Regions from separate parts of the Zea mays genome. Here region 2 is linked to region 1. The links are chromatin contacts, called in public Hi-C maps. All regions are on one chromosome and are shown on one strand. The core of a region is the stretch at or near the end of the contact, and the rest is flanking DNA. Distances in the headings are between cores, read along the strand shown. Region 1 holds the start of ct2 (compact plant2). Region 2 overlaps LOC103631789 (serine/threonine-protein kinase).

Evidence for each region. Hi-C and Micro-C count contacts between places; a contact is called where the count stands out from the background.
Region 2: a Hi-C map of leaf shows a contact between it and region 1, with 4 times the contacts expected there. The contact joins the enhancer-like site here to the promoter of ct2 in region 1. A contact is called at or near these places in 4 of 25 Hi-C or Micro-C datasets (ear, endosperm, leaf and 1 more).

What each region holds. Positions count from the first base shown.
Region 1 is chr1:16,623,460-16,627,707 of Zm-B73-REFERENCE-NAM-5.0, forward strand. It overlaps ct2 (compact plant2), which reads right to left and starts at 2,145. Exons shown (of 14, transcript NM_001157613.1): 1 at 2,027-2,145; 2 at 1,701-1,821; 3 at 1,525-1,597; 4 at 1,250-1,287; 5 at 1,070-1,159; 6 at 838-915; 7 at 259-366; 8 at 72-173. The coding sequence starts at 1,793.
Region 2 is chr1:16,740,567-16,744,814 of Zm-B73-REFERENCE-NAM-5.0, forward strand. LOC103631789 (serine/threonine-protein kinase) reads left to right here. Exons shown (of 3, transcript XM_008653313.4): 3 at 2,117-3,005. The coding sequence ends at 2,631. Among protein-coding and RNA genes, the nearest start is that of LOC103631789, 4.7 kb to the left of the region's middle. Within about 2 kb of position 2,250, at least 12 of the 20 cell types and tissues checked have an H3K27ac peak or open chromatin away from gene starts, as enhancers often do. A contact at or near this core is called in endosperm and leaf, where this site is marked.

The DNA.
Region 1 (4,248 bases), core at 895-3,394:
ATGAAATATGTGACATTGTAAAACGCATATGTAAAATCTCTCCTAAAAATAGATTGAGGATAATTGTGTACCTTTGTCGGTACATAATCTTCTTCAGATAATTTGTCCAAATTTTCCATGAAGTACTGTGCACAGTCTGGGACTTGCAGAATACTCCCACGTGAATAAGTTTCCTACAAATGAATTTCTAAATGATCAAACTTTATGTTTAAAAGTTTATACATTTTTTAAAAAAAATCAAAGTAAATGGAATTTCACCTGAATGGCTGGATCTTGCCATAGTTTTCTTACATCCTGTACACGTTCTTTGTTCAACGATGGGTATTCCAATCTGGCACCAATTTCTGATAGTTTTTCTCCAATCTCCTGAATTAATAATAAAGTTACAATACAAATATACAAAAGGTAATTAAGTAAAAATGTGTGTGGTGTGCTATGAGAAGCTTCTAAGAGCTAATAAACGCATTGCAACGTCTACCAAGATGAGATTTGTTAACTATTTAACCTCATAACTACAAACAAAGCAAATGCTCATAACTTGACATAGATGAATACTGCATAATAAACATTTGAGACAACAAATATTTGAGCAAATCTAAAGCTGCCTTCTCTGAAGCAATAAAATGTAGGGGCAAGGTTCCTAGCTGCCTTCTCTGATCAAATGCTCATTTTGTTAGCATGTAATCGTGCAAAGCATAATAAGGCAGTTTGGATTATAACAGCTCCAGGCAGGTTCAACCATAGCAATTGTGTCAGGACCACACCAGGACAATTACATTGCAAAATAACCAAGTTTGCCAAAACTTAACTCTAATTTCTGAAGGCAAGTGTGCAAACCTGATTATCTGGAGATAAGACATATTTTGAAGAATCTGGTTCCACTTGGGCTAACTCTTTAGCTCCCTCATATAATATCTGCGTGTGCATGTTTAACTCATTTACTGAGAAAAAATATCTGCAAATACACCCTCATTGGAGCAGCAAGAAACTCCATAACGAAACCTTCCTACATAATCATCTCTACAACGTGATAGAAAAAAAAAGACACACCCTTTTTAGTATAGCATACTTTAATTGTCTGATACACATTAGCATGGATGACTGATGTGTAGCTCCTAAGCTCTGCCTCGTCAAAGCCAGTTTGGAAAAGAAGCTTTATCTGCGAATGAGCGGTAAGACACATCCGTGACTTGCTGTCTTGATGATGACATAAGAATTATGATCCTCTAGGGAGTGGCATAAACCTTACTTGTTTAAATATTGTAGACTTCCCCGATTCTCCAGCACCTTACAAAGAAGTGATTGAAAAGGAGGATGACTGTTAGGAATACAGGCAAAGTACCTTATCAATGGACAGGCACATTATCAAGTCTAGAATGCATGGAAAGAGAAGTGACTAGGGATCAACTTCGCAACAGTTCTTTTGGCTGATCCAGCAAACTATCAAGAGAGAAAACTACAGAACAGATATACTTCACATGAAGAAGAAAAAAAAGCTCTTAAGTTCAAGTAAGTTGGCATTACCGAGAAGTAAGAGCTTGTGGATGTGTTGTTCGGCTTTTGTTTCTTGCAAAATCCTCCGGTCAATGTCTGCAGACTGCACCCACACTGCTAATGTCAGAAGGAACCAAGTGTTGCTGCTTACCAACACAAAATCATAACCTCCTGATAGCATCAGCCTGGTCTAAGTGACAAGTTACCTTTGCATTTTCAGCTGCTTCAGCCTCGTCGAAAGAATGGGATCTGCTACAGGATGAGCCCATGCTTTCAATCACGCAGGTAAGCACAGACATTATTCTAGAAGCGCGCTCTCATGCCTGGCTGGGGAGCGGATATAGTAAAGGACATGGGTGTACACATGTACGCCCAATAATGTTTGCAAAAACACGAAGTTAGAGCATGGTACATTTATAAGCTTGCAATTAGATCAGATCAGATCCGAATACAAATACGCAAATAGCTTAGGTTAGGGTTCGGGTGCTCGGTTCCGCACGGAAGCAAGCGAAGAAGAGGGGGGTGCGCGTACCTGGTGGGTGCTCGTCGGCGAGGGGGCCGACGAAGACCTGACGGAGGGGCTGACGAGGCTACACCTGGGCACCTGACGGAGGGACGCGGCGGCGGTCGCCCACTAGCGCCACTCAGAGCCAGAGGGGAGAGAGCGAGTGAGCGAGCGCACGCGGGGTGAACAGTAGAAGAAAGGCAGCGGTGAACTGGAGTTCCGTGCTGTATGGTCGCCACCTGGTACCAGTGAAAGCGAGAAGGAAAGGCACGTTCTCGCATCGCTGCCGAGAGAGAGCGTGTTTGGTCGAGAAACGGACGAGAATGGAACGAGGAGGTGTTTTTTTTTCTGGGTGTTTAGTTTTTAATGGAACAGAAATAAAACGGCTCATAAAGTCTATAGGTAAAAATGTATCATAAATAATTAGAATGTTTTTTCCACCAAAATAATCGGATAGGAGCGCTCTTTTGGACGGGAGGACTCTCCCCCTCGTTCCCTCCCTAATCATATGCATCTCTAACCAAACAAAGAATATTTTACTCTTTAACCAGACAAAAAAAATGAAACACATATATTCTGCTTGCCAAACATAGGACATAATGGCTCCATTCTTTGAAATAAAACTGTCACATTCTAGTTAACTCTTCAACCAAACACACCATAGGGATCACGTTGAACATATTGGTTTGCTACAAATTGAAAGGAAACTTTTGCTTAGGCGGGTGTCAGTGCACCATCCCCTCTTGCTCTACCACGTCAGCTCCAGACTGCACTCTTGACCTTATTGTTCAAGTGCATAGTCTGCAACAGGCTATACCCTAAACCCACAACCACATCGGGGTTTTCTATTTCAGAATTAAGTAATTCACGTAGATTTATGTCAACGCTAAAAAACCACACAACATACTATTTTTATTGAAATAAAAATTTGTGATATCCTGGCCCCTGAGATGGTGATATCCTGGCCCAAGGCTTAATAAAATTAATAAAGTATCCATACCAACAAGGTGCATCTTCTTTTTTCAGAAGTCTGTCTCGAAAAAACCTCCAAGTTAAGCGTGTTTGACTTGGAGCAATTTTGGATGGTGACCGACCGGAAAGTTTTCTCGGATGCGCACGAGTGAGGACAAAGTACGCACAAAAGACTCGTGTTGGTCTGTAGGGACAATATATGATCCTAGAGAGCTGTTAGGAGTAAGTACCGCCGGTCCAGGGATTGGACGCAGTGTTACAAGTGGTATCAGAGCCGACCCTCGAGGTTTCACGGGCGTGTGTGGGCTAGGGGGTCGGGTATATGGCGCATGTGGGCCCAGAGTGGTCACATGGCATGGCATATGACGACACTAGACACACAGACGTGACTAAGAGGAGAGATTCCTGGATTAGAGTTGACCGACGAGGACGCCGGTCTTCTAAGGGGGGTGGATTGTGATATCCTGGCCCAAGGCTTAATACAATTAATAGAGTATCCATACCAACAAGGTACATCTTCTTTTTCGAAAGATGTCTCGAAAGAACCTCCAAGTTAAGCGTGTTTGGCTTGGAGCAATTTTGGATGGATAACCGACCGGAAAGTTTTCTCGGGTGCGCACGAGTGAGGACAAAATGAGCACAAAAGACTCGTGTTGGTCTGTGAGGACAATATATGATCCTAGAGAGCTGCTAGAAGTAAGTACCGCCGGTCCAGGAATTAACGGGGTGTTATAAAGCCTGCCCTGGTAGGGGTTATTTGTATAGATGAATTGGGTATGGAATTTGTGATTTTCACAATTTTACGAACGTTTTGTACTTGTCGAAACCGACTAGCTACATCGCTAGCACATGTGGCGCTGACGTGGCCAGGTGGACCAATCGAAACTGCCACCTCACTATCGCCCCTTGCTATCACCCAGTGATGTTGCCACCAACGCGTCGCTTGCCTTTCAACTATCTCTTGCTCAGGGACATGTTCCAGTGGTGGATGAGAGCGGCGCGATACCGCCCGCTCTCACTGGCAGTGGCAGCGTCTCCCACCAGCTCGCTCGCGCCCGCCTGTCGTCCCACTCCCTCCTCACGTCGGACGTAGGGTTGACGAGTGCGTGCGCGCAGTCAACCAAACACCGTCTCTCTTTCTCTTTAGTATGTGAAAGGGAATTAGGCTTACACCTAGTCCCTAATTAATTTTGGTGGTTGAATTGCCCAACACAAATTTATTGGACTAACCAGTTTGCCCAAGTGTATAGATTATACAGGTGTTAAAGGTTCACACT
Region 2 (4,248 bases), core at 1,000-3,499, 120 kb after region 1:
ATAAGTCAAACTTCTTCTCAATTTTTTCCAATCCCATCCAATCCATGTGTATTGGGAATAACCGAACAAGCCCTAAGTATTCTGATCCTCTGGGTCATTTTCTCTTAACCACTTTGGTTATTTGCATCGGGCATCGTCTTTGGTTATGCCCTCAAATTTCATGCTTGATTCCACTGCTGCTGCTAGCTGTAGGAGTAGGACGGACGGAGGACCTGCACCACCTGTTGCGTTGCGTATCTAATACTACTCGTTTTCGCTGCTTTAATCTTTATATGCAGACTAGAGTGAAACCTATTTTTACTGTACGTGATTAGACTCAGTCGTCGGTAGCATATATACACACAGCTGTCACTCGGATTCCATCTCGACGATTGTTGTAGTCACTGAAACGGCCAATTAGCAAGATGCTCGTCACATCATCATGCTTTAGCATAACAGGGTGGAAGTGGAACTTCCAACTTCCCAGTTCAGTCTCCATGCATGCATGATCACTATCAGTCTATCACTAGCTTCTGCTATGTTAGTAATTTAGTAGGGGTAAAGTTAACATGGACTCATAGTGCTTGCCTTCAAAAGAAAAAGGAAATGGACCCAGAGTGCCCGTTTGGAAGTTGGAACACATAAATCTCACAGGATTCATGCAAGAATTTTACTGTTTCTTGGGAGTTTTCCCGGTGATATTTATGCTTCCAAACAGTGCCTGCTTGATTTTTTTTTAGGTTGGGTCACTGTAAACGTAAACAGTTGGTCAATGATGTGGAAGTTATTAGTCACTATTAGGCAATTCTTGTGCTTCTGTAAGTGAATGTCACATCTTAATTCTCACTCCGTTCCTGAATAAATAGTTTCCTAGAGTTATCTTAAGTAAGATTTTTTTTACTTCTACCCGAATTTCAAGAACAAGCACATCAGATCGAATTAGTATTATTAGATATGCCATATAGAACATATTTTTATAGTAACTTATTTCATGTTACTCCTATAAACTTAGTTTGACTTACAAATGGTTTATTTGGAGACGGAGAGAGAGTATCTTGTAGATCTGGATAACTGCACGTGGTACAATAAACTTTGTATGCATGATGGTATCATATACTACAAAATAAGTACGCCAAAGATTAGGTGTAGCTCATTCCCCTCGTTCTAAACAAAAGAGGATGATGATGGTACTGGAAATGGACATATTCCGAACATTTGACATCCAGCTGTCGCGTTTTACTCTCTCGTCTGAATTATATTGACAGGTTCAGTTTCTTTCAAATGTTTGCGCACCATTCATCTGGAACCTAATTAGTTTGATTACCTCAGCTGATCACCCGTACGTAGCACTCAATGGACGCATATGCATGTTTGCAGAGTACGCGGCGTCGTTGCCTTGGTCCACACGGCTGAAGATCGCCATTGGCGCTGCCAAAGGGTTGGCCTTCCTCCATGAAGCCGAGAAGCCGGTCATCTACCGGGACTTCAAGACCTCCAACATCCTGCTGGACTCGGTGAGCTAGCTAGCTAGTGCATCCGTAACAGCACACGGCATCCACACATATCCACATCCACCTACTACTTTCTATCTTCGCCGCCGTTTCATATCTATCTCTCCTCGGCCTCGCTCGAAAGATCAGGCGGCTCAGCTGTGGTTAGGTTCGGTTCGGTTTGATGGAGCAAGTCGCGGCCAGTAAACCAGCGCTGAAATCGAACTGAAATCGTCAGGTCGCCAATAAACCAGATGCCAACTGCTGAGCGACAAAATCTTGACCTGACCTCCAGCACCACTGCCGCCGTCAGCTTCTGGTCGGGCCTGTGAACCAGAACGGGTCAAGTGTCAACCATTGCAACGCTAGCTTCCGGCCGTATTCAACTGTCATGCTCAATCATGCGTGCCACGAAAAAAAAAACAGTTTTTTTCTCACAGGAAAGCTAGCACTAGTGGTAATGTTTTATATAAATAAAACATGCACGATCATTCGTCGAAAGTTTCCTGTTGCCAATTAGCAACGGAGTTGTTGGATGTTAACTGCTCTACGTACGCGAGGAAACTAGCTGACATCTGCCTGCATTTGCTACAGTATCATCCGCAAGCTTACATTTTGGAATTGATCGTTGTTTTTTTTTTGTGTAGGATTACAAGGCGAAGCTGTCGGATTTCGGTCTAGCCAAAGACGGGCCGGAAGACGACGAGACGCACGTGTCGACCCGGGTGATGGGGACCCAAGGATACGCCGCGCCGGAGTACATCATGACGGGCCACTTGACGGCGAAGAGCGACGTGTACGGCTTCGGCGTGGTGCTGCTGGAGCTGCTGTCGGGGCGGAAGGCGGTGGACAAGAGCCGCCCCCCGCGGGAGCAGAACCTGGTGGAGTGGGCGCGGCCGTACCTGACGGACGCGCGCCGCCTGGACCGCGTCATGGACCCCAGCCTGGTGGGCCAGTACTCCAGCCGGGCCGCGCACAAGGCCGCCGCCGTGGCGCACCAGTGCGTCGCCCTCAACCCCAAGTCCCGCCCACACATGTCCGCCGTCGTCGAAGCGCTCGAGCCGCTCCTCGCGCTCGACGACTGCCTCGTCGGGCCCTTCGTCTACATCGCACCGCCGGAGACGACGACCGCCAACGGGGACGAAGCGGCGCCGGTGAGTAGTAATAAGGAAGGATCCGGCAGACGAGGAGGCCGGAGGAGGTCGTCAGGCGAAGGCGCGGCCGTCGTGCGGCCAGAGGAGTGATGTTCCCTCTTCCGTCCGTGCTATGACGACGATGATAATATGGGTGGATTTACTAGCTTCCACGTCTTGTACGTGACCGGACTGTTGTTGCCTGTCGCGTGCATGCAGCTTGGCTGAGATATATCTATCGATCGAGCAGCTATACGATCGGTGGAAGTTAACGTCTTCGTTTGTGTGATTGAAAGCATCCAGCTGGTTGCGTGTTTTAGAGAGAACTCTATAGATTGAATTTGTTGCATATACAGTAATCTAACCAAACTTCTCTATTTTTATAGATCTAAAACGACTTGTAGATAAACCCCGTGTGATGATTGTAACTGATATGGATTTGTATTACAATCCTCTAATATAAATATAAGCCACAACTTTTTGATAGAGATAACACGCTGATATAAATTTGCAACAACAGACTGACACGTCTAGTAGTGCACCCAACCACTATTGTAGGAGGTCCGGTGCACCCACAATAAATACAGAATTTTCACTCAATTCCAACGGTTACATAGGATAGTTAGGCCTATAGATACTCCAACTAGTATTCAAGATACAGAAGAGCCGCACCAAACATCTATTCATTGATTGCAACAACTCCAAGTCATTCAAAGCCTCCCAAGTGCAACATTCCATAGAATTGAGTTTTTAGAGAATTGGTAGTGCTTTGTGAACAATTTGCGTTTGAGTTTGTTGCGACGGTGGTTCTTGTGCTCTTGAATTTCTTTCTCATTCTCATTCTTGTAAAGGCTAGCGAGAGACTCCGAAGTTTATGTGAAGGTCCTTGCGAAGACTCTGGTCTCTTGATTTGAGAAAGGACACTCGAGCTCGATCTAGGTGATCGCTTTAGAAAAGAAAAGTGTTGAAAAAGACCTATCCTAATTCGACTCCTCAATGGAGAGGTAGTTTTTCTTTGAAAAAACGAACTTCAGTAAATTAATCACTCTTGTCTCTCGTGATGTGTTTTGCTTGCGATTTATTTCTCCACTCCCTCTTCTAAATTCTGTTGCTTGTGTTTGATTCAAGATCACTTGTGTTGCTTCCAAGTAATTCTGCAATTATAAAGAGCAAAACTAAAATCTAAGACTGTCACATAGGATACGCAGTATCGAACTCTCTAGATAAAACATCCTTCGGTGCATAGTATCATGCCCTAGTATTCAATATATCATGTGTGTGACAGGATCAAGTTTCACGTATATGATTACTCAGTGTACAAAATCAATGTCACAATATTTATTACATAATACAATTTCTATACAAAATAACTAAGTAAAATAAATCATATAATGACGACGATCCTCACAGTTGACTGGAAGACTACGGCCTAGACTCTCCGAACTCTTTATAGTAGTCATCCTCCTACGACACCTGTTATTGACCGGAAGTGATTATAGCAATGGTGAGCTCTCATACGATCATCACTTAGTAAGTGTGGGAAAAAAGTATAGCATAAGGCTAACCAAGAAACATGGTCAAGGCTAAGCATCCCCTTTTAATAGTCGGTCAAAATTTTATTAGTAATTACTAAATATAAGTAAATA